Linked DNA regions of Mus musculus: regions 2, 3, 4, 5 and 6 are each linked to region 1. Evidence: chromatin contacts called from public HiChIP or PLAC-seq and Micro-C data. All regions are on one chromosome and are shown on one strand. The core of a region is the stretch at or near the end of the contact, and the rest is flanking DNA. Distances in the headings are between cores, read along the strand shown.

Region 1 (4,163 bases), core at 824-3,323:
GACACAGTGCTCCACTCTTGATTAAATAAAACAAACCCTCCAGATCCAAAGGTATATCAAACAGGTCTTGTTTATTGTGCCAAAACATCAATGAGATTACTCTGCTTCTCCTGTTTGTCCAGGCCCTGGAAATCACTGCTCCCTGGGTCTCCTGACGTCTCCTACCTTAGTTTATTTCCCTTCTCTACTCAGGTAATGAGACACATCTTTTAGGGCTTTCCTGTTTTACTTCTAGGGTTTTTTTTTTTTTAAACCCCTGCTGCTATTTCTGGGATAATGTATCTCTCCCTCCTATGGCAATAAACTTTGTGTTTGTGGGAGAGACCCTGCATACAGTTTCTTCTTTGTGCTTCCTCTCACTACATATCTGGAAACAATCATGGAACAGATCTGCAGCCCCCTAGAGTGGCTCTGAAACCTAGGAACCTGACTACTCAAAACTAATTACCTTCAGGAAGTCTACTCAGGAAGGCTGCAGACAACAGCCACTACAATCACCCTCTCTGATTGCAACTCCGCACCTCGCCTCTATCAGCTATAAATAACCAACAGGAAAATGAACTTGAGATAAAAACTTAAAATGCTAAAAATATGGAAAAATTAATAGGTGGTACTGCTGGCCACAGATGATGACTGGAGATTCAATGACATTAATGTCAGGACAAAATCATTTGTACTTTGCAACTGCTAAAATGCCAAAGACTTTAGTAGATCTTTACAGGGACTCTACAGAGACGTGAAAATTGAATTCCCAAGGCTTTTATCTGCCCTTCTCTCTGAAACTGAAAAGTACCTTTTATTTTAATGCTTTAAATTTTGGTTGATGATGATGGTGTGCTAGACACCACCACATTACATGTATATTCGTTTCCTTTGAGGGTAAAATCCCACTATAAAAGAGGGGTGAGACAGTACTCAGAGGCCACAGGACCAGATTAATTATAAACCTAGCCAACTGAACCTGAATTTTGTTCAAATACTTCCTGTCTTTTGTTTCAACCTGCCATACACCTTCAAGGTTAACTGCAGTTTCCCTGAGCAACGGACCAGCCCACTCCAAATTGGGAGATGGGGACTCCTTCTGCAAAGGCATTTACTGACTCCTCGGCACCATTTCATTTGAAAATATGGTATTATTCAGTGACTGTCAAACAATACACACTGCATTCCTACCCACACAAGGCCAGCTCTGCTGAAAGCTAACACACCCACCTTGCTATGAAATATGCGGATGCTTCCCTACTAAGTTCTCAAGAGAAGAAACCGGGTAGAAAGCAAAATCGAAAGGCAACTCAAACCTAAAAAGCCCCTAAAAGCTGGTTTCTCCCAAAAGAAACAGAAAGGGCAAGAAAGGTACAAAGGGCGATGGGAAGAAGATAATGTATAATTTAAGCCGGGGAGCTTTCAACACTCAGAAAGAGAATACAGGATCTGGGGAGGCTGTAGGAGCAATCACAGGCTGGGGGATGGGAAGAGCTAAAAGAGGGGGAAAGGCCGCTTTGGCTGTTGGAGGTGTCTGTCTGGGTTTCGTCTTTTTTTCTCCCCCTCGCCCATCCCTCATAAGGAAAACGCTGGTTTGTGTGTGTGTGTTTAAATCTTATACAGAACCCTAGTTCTGGACCCACGCTTGCCAGCAGGGACAGATGTGGGAAAGGATGTCTGAATTCGCAGGGATCCAATATAGGGGTGGGGGCTGCAGCCTAGAAAACGGTACCCACCAGTACCACTCTGAGGCTAGGGCTGGGCAAAAGGCGACCTAGAGTGAGACAGGTCAGGAGGAGACCCCTGCTGAGGGGCGGAGGCTAGCGAGAGACAATGAACAATCGTAAAGACCCCGGAGGATGCCGCGACGCCTCCTTGGGGAATCCCGGGATCTGGAGGCGGCGGCCCCGCCCCCTAGGGGGACCATCCCTACCCCGACAGGGACTTCTGCTGAAAGCCACTCACGCTCCGGGCCAGGAGGCTCTCTCGGAGACCCGGCTCCCCCGGCACCGCAGAGCCCCGAGCCCACGCTCCGTACCTGGCCTCGGCGCTCCGGGATCCTTCCCCGCCGCCGCCTCCGCCGCCCGCTCCCCATCCCCAGCCTCCCAGGACCCGCCCCTTACCCGCCGGCGGCAGTGACAGGCAGATACCCTCGCCAATCATAGCTTTACCCTTGCGGCTCTGAAACCAATCCTCGCCGCCTGAAGGCGGGGCTTCTCCAAAGTCATCCCGGCTCCTCCTGGGGCCGCAAGATCCCTTTTGTTTGGGAGAGCCAGGCTGGGATTGAGCTGGCGTCACTTCCGGGAGGAAGTACCCTCCTCTGGTCCGCTGGAGTCTGTGCTCGCTCTGGTCTCCGCCCGGGTTCTGCAACTTTTCAGGACCCTGGGAACACCTTGTGGTGGCTTAATTGAGGGTTTATCTAAAATGTGAATAAAAGAAGTGAGTTTTAGCGTTTGTTTTCGAATTAGTATTGAAAACCTAGTAACGTGTCTTCTTTGCCCCCCCCCCCTCTCTCTCTCTCTCTCTCTCCCTCTCTCTCTCTCTCTCTCCCCCTTGGGTGTGGTGCTGGAAAGCAAGGGCGCAAGACCATCTTCTTTACCACATCACACTATGTACACAAAGGGAGACGCTGGGGTGGAAGCACCTGGTAGAGAGCATAACCCCTACCGACTTGCCTTTCAGGGCAAAGCCAAATAGCTGCAAACTTACCTGGTGTTTCCCCACACTGTGCTTGCCATTCATGTATGTGGGGGGCTATTTTATATGTTTGGGCCCCGTCATACCGTGGACCATGCATTTGTAACGAAGCCGAAACGGAACAGTAGGATGAGGGGAAATGGCTGGCCTCTTGAGCACAGGAATGCAGATCTTAGTGATAGAAACAAGACCTGGAGGGAAGAGATTGCACTCTACCATACATAGCCTGCACTTCAGCACCACAAGTGACTGAACTGTTTAAATAGCCGCATTGCTTTAAAGAACTTGTAACACGTACATATAAGAACTCAAGTATTTGAGTGCACAAGTAACATATTACGCGGAATACATTATTCCTAATTTTCACAATATTCAGCAAGAGACTATTAGGGACACACACACACACACACACACACACACAAAAAGCCCTCTGCTCATGGTTCTCAACCTGTGGGTCACGACCCCCTAGACAACCATTATAAAAATATCTACATTACAATCTAGAACAGCAAAATTACAGTTATGAAGTAGCAGCGTAATTATGTTTGAGGGAGTCACTATAACATGAGGAACTGTATTAAAGGACAGTAGCACTAGGAAGGTTGAGAACCACTGCCCTAGGCAAACAGCCCTCGAGACAGGTACAGTTTACAGTCTGGGTAAAGAGATACCCAGCCCAAGTAATCACGGTTTAGAGGAAGTCAAACAGTATTTCTTGTCCACACAGCGCTTCGTTCATCCATATACTATCTGTGTCAGTGCTGTGTGGGAAGACTGTCTTACCCTGCAATGTGGATAGCACTGTAAGAAATTAAGATGAGAAGACGAAGTCAAAGAAACCAAGAGAACCGGAGGAAGGCTATAGAGTTAAGAACTGGAAAAGAAAAATGACAAGAATAACACCAAATCTGTGCCACAGTCTGCTAACCAGCCACCAGTTTCCACCGGGGGTGGGGGGGGGTGGGGGGTGGGGGTGGGGGTGGTGGGGGGGCCTGTTGAGAGGGAAGGGTGGTGATTAGCATAGCAGCAGAGTAAAGCCAGCAACTCCATTGCAGGCTTGGAGACAGCATGCAGAGATGCTACAGTACAGCCCCCGTGCTTGTGGAACAATGACCTAGAGCACTAAGAGTTTCGCAAAGACAGCATGCTCTGTATTCAGAAAGACAGCCTTGTTGGATAGGGTGTGCACACCTGTAAATCCCATCCTGTGGGAGATGGAGGCAGAGGAGAAGCAGGAATTTGAGATCCTTCTTGGCCACACAGTGTGCTGCAGACCACCATGGCCAAAGGAGACCTCTCAGAATAGGACACAATGTCCGAAGTGATTTAAAGTCACAGTATTAGGTATAGGAATAGTACCACGGAGCCTGAAAAGAATCCATTTCCTCCTCCTTCCTTTGCTTTGCCTGTGGGTATGCACGGAGGAAGTGTCTCATTGCCAGACAATGAGGCAGATGTGGGACAACAGGCTATTTTTCTGCTGG
Region 2 (4,163 bases), core at 1,233-3,732, 510 kb before region 1:
ATAGTTCATCACTAAAGGAAGTCAGGACAGGAACTCAAGCAGGGACAGAACCTAGAGGCAGAAGCAGATGCAGAGGCCCTGAAGATGTGCTGCTTACTGGCTTGCTCCCTTTGGCTTGCTCAACCAACTTGTTTGCTTGATTCCTTCCTCCCTTCCTTCCTTCCTCCCTTCCTTCCTCCCTCCCTCCCTCCCTTCTTTCCTTCTTTCTTTCCTTCCTTCCTCCCTTCCTTCCTCCCTCCCTCCCTTCCTTCCTCCCTCCCTCCCTTCCTTCCTTCCTTCCTTCCTTCCCTCCCTTCCTCCCTCCCTTTCCTCCTTTTTTCCTTTTTTCCTTCCTTTTTTCCTTCCTTCCTCCCTCCCTTCCTTCCTTCCTTCCCTCCTTCCTTTCCTCCTTTCTTCCTTCCCTCCTTCTTTCCTTCCTTCCTTCCTCCCTCCCTTCCTTCCTTCCTTCCTTCCTTCCTTCCTTCCACTCATTCATTCATTTATTTGGGGGGGGGGGGGTGAAACAGAGTTTCTCTGTGTACCCCTGGCTGTCCTGAAACTTATATAGATCTGGCTAACCTTGAACCCTTACATCTACCTACCCCTGCCTCCCAAGTGCTGGGATGAAAGGTGTGTGCCTGCTTTCTTATAAAACCCAGGATCACCAGCCCAGGAATGAAACCACTCAAAATGGGCCAGGTCCTCCCCCGTCAATCACCAATTGAGAAAATGCCCTACAACAAATCTTTTTTTTTTTTTTTTTTTTTTTTTTTTTGGTTCTTTCGAGACAGGGTTTCTCTGTGTAGCCTTGGCTGTCCTGGAACTCACACTGTAGACAAGGCTGGCCTCGAACTCAGAAATCTGCCTGCCTCTGCCTCACAAGTGCTGGGATTAAAGGTGTGCGCCACCATGCCTGGCCCTACAACCAATCTTATGGAGGCAATTTCTCAGTGAGGTTCCCTCCTCTCAGATGACTGTTGTGTCAAGTTGACATAAAGCCAGCCAGCACACTCATCGATGATGATGATGGTGATGGTGATGATGGTGATGATGATCCCTCCCTCTGAGTCTTATTCTGCAACCCTAACTGGAACTTGCTACTATGTAGACCAAGGTGGTCTCAAATTTAGGTCTCAAATCCTCTGCCTCCCAAGCACAGAGATTGCCACAATGTCCAGCATGCTTTGATTTTTACATAGATTACTGGCATATATTTGGGGTCATAAATATAAAACTATACAAGTCCAAACATCTAAACATGCAAAAATGTACCTAGTATGCTGCTGCATGCATTTAACCTCTGCACTTAGGAGGCAGAAGCAGGCAAATCTCTATGAGTTCCTGGCCACTCTGGTCTACATAGAGTATTCCAGGTCAGCCAGGACTACATAGTGAGACACTGTCTCAAAAAAGACAACTAAACACAAACAAACAAACAGACAAACAAACAAAAAATAGTGATGCAGAGATGTGGTCTGAGTTTTATCTAAAATGTTTGGGTTGAAAGGCTTGGCTTCAACCACACATACTCATCCGATTTACAGGCGGTTAGGGGCAGAGTTCAAGTGTTTCATGACATCAGAACGTTCTGTAGGATTTGGCTGGAACTCTTGCCTCCTCCCTACCTGAACCTTCACCCCCACCCCCGTCCACCTCCCACATTTCTGGCCCACTTTCACCCCAAACCTTTTGCAACCGTTTAAATAATTTCCCACACCTGACCAGGAAAGGGGCTCCTGGGCAGGAGCTGAATCTGCTACGGAAACCTGGACTTGGGTACTGAGAGCTGAGGCACTCTGGAGATCCGTACAGTCAGAGACTGGAGGAAATGGGTCATTGCTCATGGCTGGCAGGAGCTACTGCTAGCCTGAGCTTTTATGCTGGGAAGAAATCCTTGCTCTTTCAACCAATGACCTACATGAACCTTCATTCCCAACAGCAATAAAGTGGGGCAATAAAGTTGGAAAGAAAAGCTGACTCCACAGCTGTGGGGCAAGAGTTCCCTGGCAGGAAAAGAAAGGCTGAAAGACCTGGTGCTTTCCCGGGACGAAAAAAAAAAAAAAAAAAAAACAAAGAGAGGCTGAGAAAGGAAGATTGGGGGCAGGAGGGGGACGCTGAGTCTTGACTAAAGCCTATAAATGACTGCACACCAAAAATTTTTATCACTTTTCTTCTTCTGTCTCCCTATTTTATTAAACATCCTGACTGTCCAAGGTGAGGTAAGGGTGAGCTAAAGGGGAAAGCGGTTGCAGAACCAAATCAAGTGTGGAGCTTGGAATCATGGGAATAGTGGGGCTCTTGGCAGAACTCTGCTGTTTGCTGGCTGTGCCCTGGAAACACCCACTGCATTGGCTAAATCTTCCCAGCAAACGCTACTTTACCATGATTTTGTTACATCCTGAATTGGTGACCTAGTGACCTTTTTGGTCTTGTCCTCTCCTCTCCCTCTACTGCTCTTCCTCTTTTCCTTGGCGTCCTAGAGTGTCATTTACCGGTGGGCAGCAGAGGGCGATCTGGCCCCGAAGAATGACCGAGTCGAACCCCTGGGCTTGCTAATGACTTGCAGTTCCATCAACATAAAGTGACAAAGGGACATTGTCACGAAGCCTTTGCCTTTCCATTCCAGAAGGCGCTACTGTCTTGGCTGACCCCTTTCCCCTCCCTCCCACTTCCCTTGCTGCGTCCCCCTCAGTCCACAGCAGCGGAAAATGAACGGGGTCCACAGTGGAGAAAAAAACAAACCCCAGGGCCTGCTGAGGGAAAACCGTAGGAAAGTGACCGGCATTAACAGCTGCAAGAGTTTCTCTCTCTCTCTCCATCCCCCACCCCATCTCCCAAACCTCAGCATACCTAATTATCCCCTGCAGGACTTGTTAAAACACAGCTTCCTGGGCCTCACCCTGGAATTCTGTTTTAACAGCCTGGACGGGGCCAGGCGTTTGCATTCTTGCCTTTTCCAAGGTATTCCGAGGGAGCACAAGGTGGGGTTTGGAGCGGCGTTTATGAATTCCAATGCAGAGATAGGAGTAGACTGCAGTTTGGGTCAGGGGCAACATTCTGGTGAGATGACACCCCCCCCCCCCCCCAGATCCTTCTGACTCCAAGCTAGAAGACTTCATAGATCAGCCAACTCCCTCCCTGGAAAGGAGCTGAGAATGTGTCAACAAAAGCATTGTTTGGAGGGGGGCTGAGTCCAGATAATAGGCTGCTTCTCCACTGACTGCTTCTTTCATCCGCTGGCTGGAGAATCAGAGTCGGCCTCTCCTTCACCCCTGAGCAGAGATGGCTTCTCCTCCATATTAAAATAAAGAATTATTCCTGAGCCCAGCTGTCCTTGTTTAGCACTCTCCAGATCCAGGACCTCCAGGGTGGCAGAGTCCTGTGTGGAATGAGCCCTTGTCCTCAAGACACCAAAAGTCCTTTCAGTCACTTAAAGAGAATTCCTTCTGTTTACTGCTGAGAGATAAAAGACAGAAAAGTATTATGGCCTACATATTAACCCCCATGTGATACTGTTAAGAGGGAGTACCTCCCAAAAAGGGTAAGCCAGGCCAGCACCAATGCCTCCAGCCCAGAACTAGAATGCCAGGCCAGCAAGGAGTCCTCAGCTAGACATATTCTCAAAGTGGTGGTGGTGTGTCTCTCTCTCTGTGTGTGTGTGTGTGTGTGTGTGTGTGTGTGTGTGTGAAGGAGAGAAGGACAAAGAGAGTGAGCCTTTTTTTTGGTTGTTTGGTTGGTTGTTTGTTTGGTTGGTTGGTTAGCTGTTTTTTTTTTTTTTGGTGCTGGGGATCAAATCCAAGACCTCATGAACCTAAGCAAACCTTCTACCACCCGACCAAGGGGGGGGGGGGCTATTGGGAGGCAGTTGGGTCACCAGGGAAGAACCCTTGTAAATGAGGTTTAAGGGTTGATATTTGTCCCTTGCAGACAGTGAGAGGGCACATTAAAATCATTTTCTCATGAGGCTGAAGAGATGGCTCAGTAGTTAAGAGCACTGGCTGTTCTTAACCAAAGGAGCCCGATTCAATTCCCAGTACCCACGTGGCAGCTCACAACTGTCTGTAACTCCAGTTCCAGGAAATCTGACATCCTCACACAGACATACACACAGGCAGAATACCAGTGTACATAAAATGAAAATAAGTTGCCGGGCATGGTGGCGCACGCCTTTAATCCCAGCACTC
Region 3 (4,163 bases), core at 751-3,250, 410 kb before region 1:
CCGTTTTTTGTGGTGCTGAAGGTCTAAACAGGGGCCAGACTCCTGCAAGCTAAATGTTGTACCACTGAATGTCTTATCCTAACAACCCTAAACCACTACTGTTTTAAGTTCCAACCACCCTAAAGACCTGAAGAGCTTTTCCCTTCTATGTATTTATCAGATGTAAAAGACAAAATATTGCTCATAAGCAGCACTTGGTGGATTTCAAACTGGATCCTACTAAGAGTTCCTAGTATGAACTCTTCATACTGAAAGGAGGCAGAGGGGAGCTGAAGGCACACAGGGCCTCTTTGGTTTTTTGTTTTGTTTTTCGAGACAGGGTTTCTCTGTATAGCCCTGGCTGTCCTGGAACTCACTTTGCAGACCAGGCTGGCCTCGAACTCAGAAATCTGCCTGCCTCTGCCTCCTGAGTGCTGGGGCACACAGGGCCTCTTTTCAATCTCTGGTTCTTCATCCACAAAACTAAGTAGAGGGCCTATTTCGGAGGATTAGGAAAACCAGTGTAGGTAGGGAGAGGTCGAAGAGCAAATGGCGGGGAGGGCAGGATCTTGGTATGCAGTAAGAGCCTTGGAAGCCAGAAGGCCTGACTTTAAAAAATATTCTCACTGGGTGTGATGGAGCACATGCCTTTAATAGCAGCACTGAAGCAAAACCAGGCGGATCTCTTGAGTTTGAGGCCAGTCTAATCAACGTTACAAGTTTCAGGCCAGCCAAGAGAATACATAATAAGGCCATGTCTCAAAACACAAAATTAAACAAATAATCTTAGCGGTAGGGAGACAGAGGCGGGTTGATTTTTTTTTTTTTTTCATGTTTGCTCTCTTAGTTCGAAGCCAGCCTGATCTACATGATGAGTTCCAGGCCAGGTGGAGCTATACACACACACGAGGCTATCTCAAAAAAAAAAAAAAAAAAAAAAAAAAAAAACAAGAAATCAAAAACAACCAACCAAATACCCATCTCGTAATAATAAAAATATCAAGGGTCCTGGCCATCAAGAGTACTCACTAGTTTACCACTTCAAGACACTTTGGAATCTGGGCTTGGTGAAGAACCGAAAATGGCTCTTGTGACACCAGGCTCTGTGGCTTTGACTTTAAATGTTGGCGACTTCCTAGCCTGGTGACTTCTGCCAGTTAACCTCGTGAAGCCCGGGGTTCCTTAGTTACAAGATCTTCTTGGCACCTAATACGGTTGTGAAGATCATACAAGATAATTCTGGTACAGTGCTTACTTAGCATGCAACTGTCCTAATCCCACTAGCCATAATCCCGACCCGTCCCCCAAATCCAGTGTTCATAAACTTCTGGCCTAAGAGCATGCTCATATCAGCGTTTCCAACGTACACACTCTCTGCCCCGGGGCCAGTTTCTCCTGACCGGCTTGTCCTTAAACTAAGCGTTCATCAAATGCCACAGGTCAGGCTCTGTGACGAGATACTTGCGTAAAATCGCACATTAAACTTCCTAACGCCTCCATAGTGGCTGATGTAGCGCAAGGAAACAGGCCCGGAGGGTTCCAGCAACTTCCCAGGGTCCCCGAGCCCGGGTTCCAGGCCCACATCGGAGTCTACCAGTGTCCGTCCATTCAAAATGCTGTTCAGTCCCCGGACTCCGACGGTCCATCGCCTTCGCCCTCTGCACCTCAGGGTCCGCCCTCAGGGCAGTTTTTTTTTCCCCTTTTCTCCTCCAGAGCCTGAGGGGTGAGGCCCACGATGGCGTCCCCGGCACGCGCCAAAAGAAGCTACCCCCTCAGAGCGCTGATAAGGATGTGCGGGGTCTCCGGGCCGCGGCGCCGGGTCACGTGGCGGGAAGGGGGGCGCCGGCGCGCGCGCCCGAGCGAGCGAGCGGGCACGCGCAGCCCGCAGCGTGTGGAGGCGCGAGATGCCGAGCTGGGAGTATGTATGGCAGGGAGGGGGCGGCGGCCGGGAAGGCCGACTCCACCCCCTGTGCGCATGCTCCGGCCCCCGCGGGTTATAAGGCAGCCGCGCCTGCCCCGCCAGACAAAGTGGCGAGCTGCGACGTGACTGGTCGGTCGTGTAGGTGCAGCAGCCAAGGAGCCCGGCGGCGGGCAGGGGACACGAGCGGGACCCCCCCGGCTCCGAGGAACTGCGGCCCGCGCCGCCGCGTCACGCATACTCCGGGCGCCGCGAGACACACATAACGGTTAGTCCGGGCTGAGCGGGCAGCGCGCGGCACGGAATCCGCGGTGCCCTTGGTGCCCCGGTGGGGTCGCGGAGCCCCGCGGGCACGCGGGGACTTTCCTCCCTGGGGCAAGGGTCGGGGCGAGCGACGCGGCATCCTGGGCGCGCGGAGCCGCGTGGCCCGGAACGTGGCGTGGGTGAAGGGGACCTTGAGGCGCTGGGCACAGCGTCTCTCCCGGCCGAGCTGCGGGCCCGTGGTCAGGTGGCGGCCGCCGGGCTGCGGGAGTCGGGTCATGGTGCCCGGTGACCTTGGGGGAGACGCTTCCAGCGCTGCCTACTCTAGGCGCCTGGAGAGATGCTTAGGTCGGGAAGAGGGACGACCTGAGGCCGCTTCACGTGGTGCACTCCTGCCGCCTTCTGCTGGGGCGGGAGTTACTTAGGACTCGTGGCATACCCGCCCAGCCTCCCCGGTCTGCCAATCGGTGTCCCACCAGGTGACTTGCTAGAGTGGTGTGAGGAATGTGAGGAGCTGCATTGCGGACCGCCGGTACAAGACTACGGGGTTCGAGTGAACTTTGAGGAAGGGGCTCTTTATGGTCCAACCTGTGGCTTCGGCGCGTCTGCCGCGGGCACGGGGTCCCAAGGCATCCCTGTGGAGCAGATTTAAACGTCCTTATATTTGGTCAGAGCACACTTTCTGGGCCAAGTACATCCCTTTGCCGAGTACATTTTAGCTTTTCTTTATGATGGCGTTTTTGGTGCAACCAGCAGTTACGAAAACTAGCGTCTGATCACTCAACCAGGAAACGCACGTGTTACTACTTCAGTCTTTTCCCGTTTTCCAGTGGCTCATTATAAACTGGCGGGCTACTGCTAGTAGTTACACAGTGACAAACTACTTTTGTTTTTTTTTACCCATAACTAATTTTGAAATCTTAAGGCGTCATTCCGCTTAGGCTCGGGGTGTGTTGCTCAGTGGCATGAGTACCTACCTGCCTGGCCTACCATGCCTGAGGCTCCAAAGTTTGATCGTCGGCATTGAAAAAAAATTACTTTGGTTTTAAATGAGTATATGCTGATGTGTGAGATTAGTAATTGTACGAGAGTTTGGGAAAGGGTGGATGGGAATTAAATCAAGCAGGGTGGGTTTTTGTTCTCGTGTTTTGCTTGTTTTTCTCAGCTGAATAAGAGACTCTTGAATTTATTTATTCATCATTCATTTATTTTAATTAAGTGGTAAATGGTGCTTCTAAGTCCAAGTCTTCGGGGATGTGTATGTGTGTGTGTGTGTGTGTGTGTGTGAGAGAGAGAGAGAGAGAGAGAGAGAGAGAGAGAGAGAGGAAAAAAGGAGAAGGAAGTGGTCAGTCCATCGCCTTAACCTTTCGGAAATTAAATCCAAGGTGTACAGGCAGGAGGTATAGGCTTTACATAGTGAGACCCTTCTCAAAAAAAAAAAAAAAAAAGTAAAAATGACTAAATTTTACAACTTTGCTTTCCAAGTATCATAAGAAATGACCAATAATTCAAGACTTTAGATGGGGGGGGGGGGTCGACACAGAGCTTCTCTGTGTATCCCTGGCTGTCCTGGAACTCTGTTGACCAGGTTGGCCTTGAGCGCAGAAGAGATCTGCTTCTGCTTCCCCAGTGCTGGAATTAAAAGCGTCTGCTACCATGCCCAGTCCTAGAATAAATGTTTAATTAAGTGTATTTCAGTCATTTCATTGTGGGTTTAAGTAGATGCTGTTGGTTTATCAGATTGTGACCTTGTTAAATATGAAAGTTCTTAGTTTGAGGAGCATTTTGAGAGTTTTAAAGCTTTAGCTGTACGATTTACATAATCCTAAACAGATTAAGGGGGGCAGGGTGGGGGATAAGGTGGTGTAAACTTGGATACCTATAAACTCTGACAAAAAATAGTGTTAGATTAGTATTTTCCCAACTTCTTGAAACTTTCATTCCCACTGTGCCTCAGGAACTTCCTATTATGCATTTCATGCAAGGTCTGGGTCCCCGTATAATG
Region 4 (4,163 bases), core at 591-3,090, 400 kb after region 1:
GACAGTGTCTCCTCCAGTGGCTTGAACCTAAGCCAGGTACCTTCTTTCTCCTCACCATCCAGCCTCAAGGAGAACTGTAAACAAAACCCACAGTGGCCTGAACTAGAAATCCAAGTCTCCCTTACTTTTCTTGAGATACTGGAGACAAAAAAAAAAAAAAAAAGAGAGAGAGAGAGAGAGAGAGAGAGAGAAAGAGAGAGAGAGAGCAGTTCACAGGCACTGCACTTAGATTGCCAAGTATGAGCATCTGAGGATCGGGATTGGAGGATGTGGGGCAGGGTGTGAGTGTCCTGTCTCCACAAATGGCTTACAAAGTCCCAGAGACCACAAGCTGTCACATTAGTAGACCACTCCAAGAGTCTAGTGGTGTTCCCTCCCTGACAGTTTGGGGGGCTCGATCCTGGAAGTACCTTTATGTTGCTGAACAATGGCAATGCCGTACAGGAAATTCAAACTTCGACAGAAATAAGATATTATATTTTCACTGCTCCAAAACTGGACAGAAGGTGTTAGATCAAAGGAAAATGTCACTACTGGGACCAGGCTTCTCAGAGACAGAGAACCTTCTCTCAGGAGTCAATTCAACTGAGATTTAAAAAACAAAAAAACAAAACAAAACCCCACCACCACTAGCAGTAGCAACAACAACAAAAACCTCTCCCAAATAGAGGAGGGAGGGAGAATCCTCGCCAGGGCCTTCCCTGAATTCTTCCAGGGTTGGCCAGGGAGTGGCAGTGTTGTTAATCATTAGTACTGTATGCAAATGAGTATGCAAATCTCACGGGGTTCTTGGACTCTGGGCAAATGTTAATGGGGTCCACACCCACCTCTTGAAGGGCCAATTGTACACCTTTCATACTGACAAACTTAAAGGAGCTTTGGTTAGGGTAAGTGAGCCTATGAAAAAGAAGCTCAGAAGTACTGGAGGCCCAGAGTAGCTGAGACCTCAATAACTACTCCTCGACTTGCACTTCTGGAACAGGATCGGTTTGCCACAAACCAGAAACCCTATTCTTGACTCACGCCTTCACCCTCTCCGCACATTTCTCTTTCCTCTGCTTTTGTGTTTCAGCACACACCTTTCCATACTCAGAGCTGCCATCTCTCAAGCCAAGGCGTTCCGGTCCGGGCAGAGGCACGAAGCTGCTTGCTTCGCGATCTCCAGGCTCGGGAGTCCCAGCACCCAGGCCGGAGACACAGGGAAAGCCGGCCACGGTTTGGCTTAGCAGCCAGGACTGGGCTCTACTCTGCTGCCGCGATGGTCCTGGGACTCTCAGCTGGATCCTATGCTCCCGTGGTTGTCCCACTCCTCACGCTGGGTCCGAGTACTAAGCAATAGATAACTCTGGGCTCTGGAAAGGATCCAGGGCCTGGGCCCGCTTTGGAAAGATAGAGAAATGAGAGTTCCTAAATCCCCAGTCTTAATTCTGGGTATTCGTGGTGGGGTATTGGAGCGAATCCTGACCTTCTGGCCATGTGTCAGAGGTCACTCCTGAACGACAGTGGCTCTTACGCGGAGATAAAGGCAGTTTGTCTTCCGTGGGATCTTCCCAGCTTTGGCAAACACACCTGACTGTTCAGGGTCAGCCTGTAAGCTTGCGCGGCGACCAGCTGCACCTCACTAGGTGACCAAGGAGAGGAGTTAGTTGCTCTACCGCGTGGACAGTGAATGGGAAACAGACAGCCAGTTAAGTGTACACACCCCACGCGCATACACGCCAGCGCTCCCTACCACCTCTTCCTAAGTCCCCAGCCACACACGCCCCCGAACTCACGATCACGCCGCACGCCCGGCTCCTCCCCCACCCCCAAGCCAAGCTCACCTTGCCACGCTCGCCCCATGCCCACCCTCGCCGGCACACGCGCTCACACTCGCGTCCGCACACTCCACTACCACCTCCAGGCACACCCTAGGATTCCTCCACTCTCCTGGGGAGACGCACCAGGCTCTGCCTAGTCTCCCCGCCTCCCCCCCCCCGCTGCAGCCCCCCCACTCACGCGCGCGCCCTACACACACACACACACACACACACACACACACACACACCCTCGCGCAGAGTCACTCCCCCTCGCACGCCCTCGCCCTGGGCACCCTCCGGCGGCTAGGCTCCCGGGTCCTCCTCCTCGCTCCCTCCGCAGCCTGGCCGCTCTGCTCTCTCGGGCCCGGCCTGGGGCCGCTCGGCCCGTGGGGATCGGTGGGGAGCGGAGGGCGCAGCCTCGCCGCCTCCCCCGGACTCTCCTCTCCGCCCCGCCCGCGCCGCGCCCCCACCGCCTCCTCGGGAGAGGCAGCCCGTGGCCGGCCCGGCTCCGCTCTGCCCGGCATCAGCGGCGGCGGGGGCAGGGAACGAGCGAACCGGAGCTCACGAGCCCGAGAGCGGAGCGGCTAGGCGGGGAGGGGACACGCTGCCAAGCCCGGGCTGGAGCGGCGGTGGCGGTGGCGGCGGCGGCGGCGGCGGCAGCGGGGGAGGAACGGCCCCACGGACGGACCGACGCACGAACCGACCGAGTGAAGGAGGGACGAGCGAGACTTCGCCGGCGAGGAGGAGCCGCCCGAGCGGCGGCTGCTGGGCGCTTCCCCGCGCTGCTGGGCGCTCTGCGCCTCGGCGGCCCCTGGCCTCAGCTTCCTCGCGCGCGCGGGGCGCGGGGCCTGGGGCTGGCTTCGGCGAAGGTAAGAGGGAAACGACCGAGCCTCCCAGAGACAGCAAGTGCGAGGAGCGCTGCTCCCACGCCTGTTGCTCCCGCTGCCCACGCGGCACCCTCCCACTCCCGCGCCCGGGTGGGTGGGCGCTGGGGCGCCGGAAGGATTGGGGGTGGGGCCGGGCCGTGGGGGAGCAAGCAGCCGGCCTGGGGGCGTCGGTTCCCTGGGCTGCAGAGCCACCTCCGGGCACTGGGGCGCCGAGAGGTTTGGGGGTGGGGGTGTGAACCTCTGCCCTCTTGCCATTGGCCTGCCTTCCCTCGCCGGGCGCCAGGAGCAGCGCCCCGGGACCTGGCTGCAGGTGGCGACGGTTTGCTCCGTCCCCGCTCTTTGTGAGCTGAGAAGAGAAATGGCTGAGAGTGGAAGCTGGGAGCCGTTTGGGGCGCTTTGCAAAGTTCTCCAGCCAGGCGAGCCTGTGTTTGCCTGTTAGAGGATGAGGCTGGTCCAGCTCGTCCTGCCTGGCACATCTTTTCTTTCCCGGGAAAGGTCCCATAAGTGTCCCGAGAGACCATAGGGAAGGGGGTTCAAATTTGTTTTAACAGAGTGTTTACACTAGGGATGGGCAGAGAAGTTACCTGGAAATCAACTAGATTCCTGTGCTTTCTTAGTGCTGGCATTTAATTCAGCCCACGTTGTTCTCCTTTTATCCCGGGCAGCCTTGATAAGTCAGCAACAGGCTGAGAGGTTCCAGACCTGAAATCAAGGCAAAGAAAGTCTCCGTGTATTTGACGGAGCCTCTGAACTTTCACGGGGTGATAGGCGGCACAATGCAATCAGTAATCAGGTTTTACAGGGTGGTCATGCATGAATGTAGGTGATGCTTGAATCGATGCCTTATTTACTGTTACTTCCAGGGAACCTGAAGGTTTAATCTCGGAAAGCGGGGGGAAGGGGGATTCTGGGCATTCATTCAATGCAAAGCGTGTGTACATTTCCCCATGTGGACACATACCGGCCCACTGAAAGGAGCTGATGTGTTTATTTTTTTTCCATGTTGCGTCTTGAATGCTATAAGACGTAAGTACACAAGGGACCTCCAGAGGAAGAACGATTAACAGCGGCTTCCTTTTGCCGTTGAGGAGGCTGGAGAAAGAGTTTGGGGAAACTGCACTGGCCATCCTAGGAGCTAGGAGAGGCACTGTAAAGAAGAGGATCTGCAGGTCCCAGGCCTGTGCCCCACGGGATCTCCAGCATGGCCCCCATGCTCATTTCATACCCAACAAAATCCCGCAGACACGGGACAGACTCCCTGGGGGCGTGAAACAGTTCCCCAGACCAGCTCTGATTTCTGAGGACTCTCCTCCGAGGTCATTGAAGGGCAGATCTTGGTGATGTGACTTTTTTTTTTTTGTTTGTTTTTCTGCTTTGTGTCTGTTCAGGTGAAATGGAAGTGTCAACCCCCCAGGACAGGAGGTCTGCCTTTTTTTTTTTTTTTTTTTTTGACCCTCTGCTTCTAAAATAGACGTTG
Region 5 (4,163 bases), core at 906-3,405, 380 kb before region 1:
TGATTGCTGGGAATTGAATTCAGGACCTCTGGAAGAGCAGTCTTACCCACTGAGCCATCTCTCCAGCCTAATCCTTTGGTTTTTATGTAGATAATGTGTTGCTAAGTTACTCAGGTTGAACTGAACTCTGCCATCCAGGCAGCCTTTGTACTTCCTCTAGTCTCCAACTTCCTAGCCTCCCACTAGGCCAGTGTTTTATTTCTTTTAAAATTGATTACATTTACTTAAGTGTGTGTTTGTGTAAGTGTGTGTGTGCTCTTGTGGAGGTCAGAGAACACTCTATGTTAGTTTTCTTCTACCTTACACATCTGGGTTGGCTTGGCACCAAGTGAGTTTGCCTGCTGAATCCTTCCGCTGGTATTTGTTTGTCTTTTGAGAGGGTTTTGTTTATTTGATCCAACTGTGTAGCCCAGGCTTCTCTTAGATTAGACATTCCCTCCTGCCTCAGTCTTGGGAGTGTTGAGAGTATAGGCATGTGACACCACACCTGGCTTACACTTATTCTCAAAGTTTTCTTTTCTGTCCGCTCTCTTCTTCAGAGTCTCAGTATGTTGCCTGGATGGCCTTCAAACCTCTGGGCTCTTGTTTCTACCTCCTGAGTGGCAGGGACTTGGGGTGTGCACCACCACACCCAGATTAATATTGACCTCTTATCACACTTGTGCAGGCAAATTATAGGTCTGCTGTCTGGAGCCCAGGCCAACTTGTTAGGAAGGAGAAAGGCTCAGACACCCCTAGGGTTGAAAGACAATAAAATTTTTGTTTTGTTTTGTTTTGTTTTTTATTTGTTTACAGTCTCCCCTTAGCCCAGGCAAACCTGGAACTAACTCTGTAGTTAGGCTGGTCTCAAACCCACATTGGTTCTACCTTACCCTCTCAAGTGCTGGGATTACTGGTGTGAGCCATCATCACCATGCCCTGACGGGCATGCCTTTACCTACCTTACTCCTAAATTTGCAAACACCTCAGGGTAGTTTTGCAGCTGGTGAAACTGGAGTTGTGTTGGGTTAAGTCACTCTTGCTTATCAATGTCACGTGACCATTTGTGCATAAGCTAAGAAAAATCTTTTTTCCAGTAGTGAGGCCTGAACCCTGTCGCCAGGGCCTCTTAAGCAAATGCTGTCACTGAGCTGTGTACCCTTAGCTCCCTGACCTGAAATCTCCACCCCTTCACGCCTGACATTCATGACTGCTTCCCGGTGACCTTGTGTCCTGGATCCCTGCTTCTTATAGTCCTTCTTTCCCCTAGAGGCAGGCTCAGAAAGCTGTTTTCCTCTTACTCTTGTCTCGGGTCATTTGGCTGAGGAATTGCAGCTGCCTGGGCGGGGCTGGATGGTAGAGGTGTCTGGATCCGCAGAGAGGAAGCGACTGGAGTTCTCAAGAGTCCTGGGTTCACACTGACCCTTCCTGGTGTTCCCTGGCCCATTGCAGTCCTCCTGGGCATTGCCTAGGCTCCCCGTGTTTCTGCTTGCTTACACCCAGTCCTCAGGATGTCCTCTTCCCTTGCTAGAGCCTCAGCCTACGAGCCCGAAGCTCACATCCTGGGGGTTAATTTCTACCAACTCTAATGCCTTCAAATCCCAGGCTGAGCCTTCAGGCCAGGGTACAGCCTGCAGAGCTGACTCATGTGAAGTAGCTATTGGGTGACAAAGGTGAGAGTGGGCAGAAGCCTCCAGCTGCCCCTCCCATCCCTCCCCCCCCCCCCCAATCTGGGCTCCAAGCCACTGTCCCACGCAGCTTTCAGGGGGAAATGTCCTGATCTAAACTAAGACCAGTGCTATTTCCTGGGTCACAAGATCTCCACTGTGCCCCCTGGACAAATCTCGGTGACACCGGGTGCTTGAGCTGCATGGCTGGACAGGCTCCAGGCTTTGATGCAGCTTCTGCTTGAGGCGTTTACCCCAGCAGCTTGGCCAAGCTAAAGCAACCATTCATCCTGACTGTTTCCAAATGGGGGACTTCCTCTGATGGGAAGATCGTCTGATTCTAATGGGGTCTACATCTTGCCTTAAGTGCTGCTCCTAGAAGACACTAGCGCCAGCCCCCTGGGAGTAGAAACTGTCTACTCCCTCCCACCTACACCTCTGGAGAAATCCACGCACCCACCCTCACACCCCAGTACTGCGGTCATTCCTAACACAACACACCCCAGTGACCGCAAACATCCTCCCTCCTACACACAGCTGGACCTGATCTACAGAGGCGTTAATTCCTCAGGACCTGAACAGCGGCTGTTCCAAGTCCAGGGAGACCTCACGCCGACCTTCAAGGAACAAGAGAGGGGCCCGTCGCTGGACACCCAGGATGGTCTCCGCCCACCCTCTTTCCCATCAAAGCCTTTTCTCCGACATAGCTCCGTAGAGACAGTTCAGGCCCTTACGTGGCAGTGTGCGGCGCCCTCGTGTGGCCCATAGCCACCCAGCACGCTGGCCCCCTGGACCTTAGCTTTACCTCGGCTCCCCTGGCACACCTAGGTGTCCCCTCCCCCATCCGCTCCCCCCAGCTGTCCCCACCGGATGTCAGAACTCCACCTATTCCTGTACGGTGGCTTCCTGTCGGTCAGACCAGGTTAACCTGCTCTTTCCATTAATAGGAGGCTTTGAGAGTCTGGAGCAGGAATCCTGCCACGCTTAGCAGATGCCCTGCTGAAGTGAATTTCCTCATGTGTCTGTCTCCCTGCCCACTCTGAAAGGGCTTCGTCTAGGAAGTGAAAGAAAGGAAAACAAAAACAAAATTACAAAACCAGAGTAAGTTCGCAAGAAAACCAGAGTCACCCATCATCAACTGGGCTTTGACAATTTATCCACCGGAGGGAATGCGAGCTGACTTTCAAGCGTTAAGATTTATGGGAGGCTATTGGTACTGGGCACATAGCTAAGGCAAAGATAAGTCAATCATGCTTAGTGGAGCCAAAACCAGGTTGTTTACCAACCTTCACTGATGATAGTGACGATGATGATGATGGCAAAAAGAGAAATAGCTGTAATTCCAAGTAAGCCAGTTTAGCTGTTATGAATAGGAAATCCCCTTTGGGCTAACCTGTACAAGCCCAGTTAACCTATCTTTGTGAGGTTTTTTTGTTTTTTGTTTGTTGGTTTGTTTGTTTTGTCTTTTTGTTTTTTGAGAAAGGGTTTCTCTGTATAGCCCTGGCTGTCCTGGAACTCACTTTGTATACCAGGCTGGCCTTGAACTCAGAAATCCGCCTGCCTCTGCCTCCCGAGTGCTGGGATTAAAGGCATGCGCCACCACGCCCGGCTTCTATGTGAGTTTTTGTTGTTTTTTTGTTTTTGTTTTTGTTTTTGAGATGGTCTCACGATGCAGCAGCCCTGGCCAGCTTGGAACTAACAGAGATCTACCTACCTTTACCTCCAGAGTTCTGGGATTTAAAGAGTGCCACCTTTTGATTGGCTGATTGATTATTTGATGCTGGGAACTGAACTCATATCAGAGTCTTAGTCACTCTTCTGCTGTTGGCATTGAACACCCCCCCCCCCACAGCACCCCCACCCACCCCCCACCCATCCACCCCCCACCCTGCTGCCTCAAGCAAATCTGCTTTTCATTTTGTTTCTACTTCTTCAGACCCCTTTTCTATAAGGCAAACTCCAGGATGTGTTGTTGTGACTCATGAACCACAAATAAAAGGCCTATGATTAAGTTTATTGATTTGTTAACGACTCTCCTCCATTTTAAGGCATAGCCTTATGCGGTTCAACTGGCCTGGGACCCTTGGTCCTCCAACCTCCGTGCAAAGGCTAGGATGACAAGTATCTGACACACTGGCCGGCTTTTGTTATTTTCTTTGCGAATTTGTTTCTGTCTTTATTTTTTGAGGCAGGATTTCTCTGTGGCCTTGGCTGTCCTGAAACTCACTACTATTTAAACCAAACTGGCCCTCTGACACTATGGTTAGCCTCATTTTTAATCATTTACTTAATTTGAGGGGGGGGATTCGAGATAGGGTTTCTCTGTGTATCCCTGGCTGTCCTGGAACTCACTCTGTAGTCCAGGCTGGTCTTAAACTCAGAGGGATTCACCTGCCTCTGCCTCCTGAGTACTGGGATCAAAGGTTTCTACCACTAACAACTGGCTTAATTTAATTTTTTTAAAAATTCCTTTAATTCCAGCCCAGGATATCCCTCACTGCATTGCTGCTCTGCTAG
Region 6 (4,163 bases), core at 738-3,237, 310 kb before region 1:
CACTTCTCCAGCCAGGCCCTTTGTAGCACACGCGTCATCCTCTAGGCTCCAGATGCCTGTACTCCACTGCTGCTGCTGTTCTTGGTGGTCATCTCATGGTACTGGCATCTCCAAAACACTGCATGACCCCTTCAGTCCTGGGCCATCAATTGCAAATGAGGCTGGACTTTCACCAATGGCCTTCCATGGCCTCTCACAGTGCCAAGCCTCAGCTGTTCTGCTCAACTCCTTCATGCCTTCAAAACCAGTACCACCTGGGTGACTCTTACACATTACCAAGTCCAGCCACAGCACAAGGTACAACTTTGGCTATATCTGGAACACAGCCACTGTGCTCTCAGAAAACACTTCCCAGAAGATGTCACCTCAATGATGCTGGTCTCTTCTTAATCACCGCTAATTTCTTAGCTCCAGCTAACCAGCATCAATAGTCCCAGTAATGCAAAGCTTTTGCTTCAGTAGTTCTGGTATCTTGTTAATCACAGCTGATTCTTCAGCCCCAGCTAACCAGAACTACAGAATCTTCACAATCAAAACAGCAATGGCCCTGAAAAGAGTCTTTAATTTTCCCTCTGAAATTTCACAAGCCAGGCCTCCATCTTCTGCACTGTTCTCAACATTATCTTCCAAGCTCCTACACAACATCCCACAGAGCTCTTAACAACAAATGGATCTTCAAGACCAAAGTTCCAAAGTCCTTCCACAGACCTCCCCAAAACATGGTCAGGTTGTCACAGGAATACCCCACTCTGCTGGTACCAATTTGTCTTAGTCAGGGTTTCTATTCCTGCACAAACATCATGACCAAGAAGCAAGTTGGGGAGGAAAGGGTTTATTCGGCTTACACTTCCATGCTGCTGTTCATCACCAAAGGAAGTCAGGACTGGAACTCAAGCAGGTCAGGGAGCAGGAGCTGATGCAGAGGCCATGGAGGGATGTTCTTTACTGGCTTGCCTCACCTGGCTTGCTCAGCCTGCTTTCTTATAGAACCAAGACTACCAGCCCTGAGATGGTCCCACCCACAAGGGGCCTTTCCCCCTTGATCACTAATTGAGAAAATGCCTTACAATTGCATCTCATGGAGGCATTTCCTCAACTGAAGCTCCTTTCTCTGTGATAACTCCAGCTGTGTCAAGTTGACACAAAACTAGCCAGTACAGCATGTATGTGCACTACTTACATGCCTGGTACCTGGAAAAGCTACGGATTTCCAAGGAGCTAGAGTTACCGACAGTTATGGGTCACCATGTGTACAGAGAGTTGAACCCAGGTCATCTGGAAGAGCAACCAGAATTCTTTTTCCCTTTTTTCTCCCCCTATTTTCTTTTTCTCTTCCTTCCTTCCTTCCTTCCTTCCTTCCTTCCTTCCTTCCTTCCTTCCTTCCTTCCTTTCTTCCTCCCTCCCTTCCTTCCTTCCTTCCTTCCTTCCTTCCTTCCATTCTTTCTTTCTGAGACAGAATTTCTCTGTGTAGCCTGGCTGACCTGGAACTTGTTCTGTAGACCAGGCTGGCCTCAGAGATCGACCTGCCTCTGCCTCCCAAATGCTGGGATTAAAGTCCACCACTCCTAGCACAACCAGTATTCTTAACCACTGAGCCATCTCCCCAGTCCTAGTCCTTCTAATTTAAGATAGGTAGATAGATAGATAGATAGATAGATAGATAGATAGATAGATAGATATAGATTGTTTTTTAGATATGTATTTGGAGGTCAGAGGGCAACTTTCAGGAGCTGGTCCTCCTATCACCATGGAACCCAAGAATCAAAGTAAGGTTATCAGGCTTGAGCAACAAGCACTTTCAATGTCCATCTCACAGGCCCCCAGCCATGGTCTTTCTGTAGAGGCCAACAGTATGTGGACACCCAGGTTCATCAGGGCAGGAATAGAGGGCATCAGTGAGACCTCTGAAGGTCTCCGGTTGGAAGAACAGAGCTGAGTTAGATGTTTGCAGACCTGAATGCGGAAGGGCTTTTATTTTCCCTGTCAGCTCCCGTCACTGAGTCACTAGGAACTAGGATAGTTTGCACATGCTTGCCCAGGGAGTGGCACTGTTAGGAGATGTAGACTGTTTGGAATAGGTGTGTCACTCTGGGTGTGGGCTTTAATGTCATCATCCTAGCTACCTGGAAGTCAGTATTCTGCTAATAGACTTCAGATGAAGATGTAGAGCTCTCAGCTCCTTCTGTACCATGCCTGCCTAGATGCTGCCATGCTCCTGCCTTGATGATCATGGGCTGAAGCTCTGAACCTGTAAGTCAGCCCCAGTGAAATGTTGTCCTTATAAGAATTGCCTTGGTCATGGTGTCTGTTCACAGCAGTAAAACCCTAACTAAGACAGTTATGGCCAGTTTTCATTGTCAACTTGAACAAATTAAATAAATCTCGATGGAAACATACCTCTGGCCATGTCTATGAGGCTGTTTCTTTCTTCTTTTTTTTGTTTTTGTTTTTGTTTTTTCGATACAGGGTTTCTCTGTATAGCCCTGGCTGTCCTGGAACTCATTTTGTAGATCAGGCTGGCCTCAAACTCAGAAATTCACCTGCCTCTGCCTCCCGAGTGCTGGGATTAAAGGCGTGCACCACCACACCCGGCTCTTCTTTTGTTTTTTTTAGATTTATTTGGGATTATATTTAAGTGCACTGTAGCTGTCTTCAGACACACCAGAAGAGGGCAGATGGTTTGAGCCACCATGTGGTTGCTGGAATTTGAACTCAGGACCTTAGGAAGAGCAGTGAGGCTGTTTCTAACAAAGGAAACTGAGGAGGGAACACCTGCTCTGAATGTTTCAGACTGAATACAAAGTAGCAAGAGTGTGGAGCCCCAGCATTCATCTTTCTCTGTGTGTCCTTCCTGACGGTGGATGCAGTGTGACTAGCTGCTCTTGCTGCGTTCCTGCTGCGGCGCTACTCCCTCAAACTGTAAGCCAAAAACCAACTCTTTCTTCCTTAAGTCATTTTGTTATGTATTTCATCACAGTAATGAAAAAGGTAATTAACACATATCTCCTCCAGGAAATTCAGCTTTTCTCAGAAGGAGAGCATGCATCTCTGGGGACCTTGGGTGTATAGCTCCCTTCCTGGTTCTCATCTGACTCATCTGTGCTTGGAAATTAGAAGATTGTTGGATTAAAAAGAAGCTACAAACAGACTGCAGCTGATCTGAAGGTTGTTCACTGAAATTTCCCTACTAGCTGTGGGCTTTGGGGGCTGGGCAGAAAGGTTGCCAACAGTTCTGATGAAATTCAAACAGCTGTGGGCAGTGGCTTTAACTGGGCATGCTGAAGGGACTCAGTAATCCATCATTTCATCAGGCTGAGCCAGATGTTGGGGTGGGGGGTGGAGGCTTTGCTAGGAGGGTGGAATGACGGGAGATTAGCAGCCTCTTTTCCAGGGGTGGGAAGCATAAATGTCCATGCACTGTGCAAAGAATCTATACCCCAGCAGGGGTGATGACTATAGTTATCCCCTATCCGAATATCCAATCCCTTCATTTGGGACCACACTACCCTGCTTACTCACGAGCTGAACATGTCCTGAGCACAGGCCAGGAACCAGATGTTGTTCTGTGTGCCAAGAAACGAAGTCAGTGAGACACAGTGTTTGGAATCCTGGGTCTTCAGGTACAGGAAGAGTAAGACAGACAGGTTGACTAAGAACTGAATCTCCCCTGAAAGGCTGTGTTATTCAGGTTCTAATCTCGGATGTCTGTAAAGACAGGACGGTAGAAAGGTGAGCCCTGAGAGTTGCCTAGGGTTTGCTAAGTGAAGAAGAGGAGGCTGCCCCAACTGCAGTTACAGTGACACCATCATTCTTACAGGATATGTGAGCACAGCAGATTTAGTTACGAGACTTTGTTGAAGTATTCTTTCATTTACTGCCTGCCATAGTCCTATGGAGCAAAATTTCCTTTACAAATGAGGAACTATGGGACCCAGGGTAGTTAAACCACTTCCCCAAGAGTAGCTTGGGGAAACTCAGGTAGGGAGTCAGTAGGACTGGAGTTTAGAGGTAGGGGTGGGCATGAAATCATGAGGACAGAAAGACAGATAGGCAGAGACCTGAGAGGCATGAACATTTTTTTTTTTTTGAGCAGTGTGATGTTGGTATCATGGCACAAAGAGCAGCCTGGTTGACTTCTGCTTTTGAAGACTTTGACAGTGATG

What was found. A called contact is a pair of places that touch in the nucleus more often than the background predicts. HiChIP or PLAC-seq counts read pairs in DNA pulled down with a chosen protein or histone mark.
Region 2: a contact with region 1 is called in an HNF4G HiChIP or PLAC-seq map of pancreatic cancer cells. The contact joins the enhancer-like site here to the promoter of Cttnbp2nl in region 1. A contact is called at or near these places in 4 of 39 promoter capture datasets (embryonic stem cells, hippocampal neurons and stem cell-derived epiblast-like cells), 1 of 484 Hi-C or Micro-C datasets (the G1E-ER4 cell line) and 3 of 115 datasets of contacts at active chromatin or transcription factors (embryonic stem cells, extraembryonic endoderm stem cells and pancreatic cancer cells).
Region 3: a contact with region 1 is called in a Micro-C map of embryonic stem cells, with 3 times the contacts expected there. The contact joins the promoter of Slc16a1 here to the promoter of Cttnbp2nl in region 1. A contact is called at or near these places in 3 of 39 promoter capture datasets (3T3-L1-derived adipocytes, embryonic stem cells and macrophages), 4 of 484 Hi-C or Micro-C datasets (embryonic stem cells and regulatory T cells) and 2 of 115 datasets of contacts at active chromatin or transcription factors (embryonic stem cells and pancreatic cancer cells).
Region 4: a contact with region 1 is called in an H3K27ac HiChIP or PLAC-seq map of embryonic stem cells, with 2.3 times the contacts expected there. The contact joins the promoter of Kcnd3 here to the promoter of Cttnbp2nl in region 1. A contact is called at or near these places in 3 of 39 promoter capture datasets (cranial neural crest, embryonic stem cells and neural stem cells), 2 of 484 Hi-C or Micro-C datasets (cerebellum and embryonic stem cells) and 4 of 115 datasets of contacts at active chromatin or transcription factors (embryonic forebrain, embryonic hindbrain, embryonic stem cells and 1 more).
Region 5: a contact with region 1 is called in a FOXA1 HiChIP or PLAC-seq map of pancreatic cancer cells. The contact joins the enhancer-like site here to the promoter of Cttnbp2nl in region 1. A contact is called at or near these places in 4 of 39 promoter capture datasets (embryonic stem cells and stem cell-derived epiblast-like cells), 4 of 115 datasets of contacts at active chromatin or transcription factors (embryonic stem cells, extraembryonic endoderm stem cells, microglia and 1 more) and 1 of 9 other capture datasets (liver).
Region 6: a FOXA1 HiChIP or PLAC-seq map of pancreatic cancer cells shows a contact between it and region 1. The contact joins the enhancer-like site here to the promoter of Cttnbp2nl in region 1. A contact is called at or near these places in 7 of 39 promoter capture datasets (cranial neural crest, embryonic stem cells, hippocampal neurons and 4 more), 1 of 15 datasets of contacts at CTCF or cohesin (embryonic stem cells), 8 of 484 Hi-C or Micro-C datasets (CD4 T cells, CD8 T cells, cerebral cortex and 3 more), 18 of 115 datasets of contacts at active chromatin or transcription factors (astrocytes, bone marrow-derived macrophages, craniofacial prominence and 7 more) and 3 of 9 other capture datasets (adipose tissue, macrophages and pancreatic islet).

Annotation. Positions count from the first base shown.
Region 1 is chr3:105,050,880-105,055,042 of GRCm38.p6, forward strand. It overlaps Cttnbp2nl (CTTNBP2 N-terminal like), which reads right to left and starts at 2,074. Exons shown (of 6, transcript NM_001163332.1): 1 at 2,021-2,074.
Region 2 is chr3:104,539,054-104,543,216 of GRCm38.p6, forward strand. No RefSeq gene overlaps it. Among named protein-coding and RNA genes, the nearest start is that of Gm34490, 14 kb to the right of the region's middle. RefSeq lists an enhancer at 1,481-3,618. Within about 2 kb of position 2,483, at least 124 of the 459 cell types and tissues checked have an H3K27ac peak or open chromatin away from gene starts, as enhancers often do. A contact at or near this core is called in extraembryonic endoderm stem cells, hippocampal neurons and pancreatic cancer cells, where this site is marked.
Region 3 is chr3:104,636,664-104,640,826 of GRCm38.p6, forward strand. It overlaps Slc16a1 (solute carrier family 16 (monocarboxylic acid transporters), member 1), which reads left to right and starts at 2,001. Exons shown (of 5, transcript NM_009196.4): 1 at 2,001-2,165.
Region 4 is chr3:105,450,050-105,454,212 of GRCm38.p6, forward strand. It overlaps Kcnd3 (potassium voltage-gated channel, Shal-related family, member 3), which reads left to right and starts at 1,841. Exons shown (of 8, transcript NM_019931.2): 1 at 1,841-2,668. It overlaps Kcnd3os (potassium voltage-gated channel, Shal-related family, member 3, opposite strand), which reads right to left and starts at 2,906. Exons shown (of 4, transcript NR_040759.1): 1 at 2,504-2,906; 2 at 1,466-1,621; 3 at 1,080-1,379.
Region 5 is chr3:104,673,191-104,677,353 of GRCm38.p6, forward strand. No RefSeq gene overlaps it. Among named protein-coding and RNA genes, the nearest start is that of Gm34548, 5.4 kb to the right of the region's middle. Within about 2 kb of position 2,156, at least 184 of the 459 cell types and tissues checked have an H3K27ac peak or open chromatin away from gene starts, as enhancers often do. A contact at or near this core is called in extraembryonic endoderm stem cells, liver and pancreatic cancer cells, where this site is marked.
Region 6 is chr3:104,740,109-104,744,271 of GRCm38.p6, forward strand. No RefSeq gene overlaps it. Among named protein-coding and RNA genes, the nearest start is that of Tafa3, 35 kb to the right of the region's middle. Within about 2 kb of position 1,988, at least 32 of the 459 cell types and tissues checked have an H3K27ac peak or open chromatin away from gene starts, as enhancers often do. A contact at or near this core is called in pancreatic cancer cells, where this site is marked.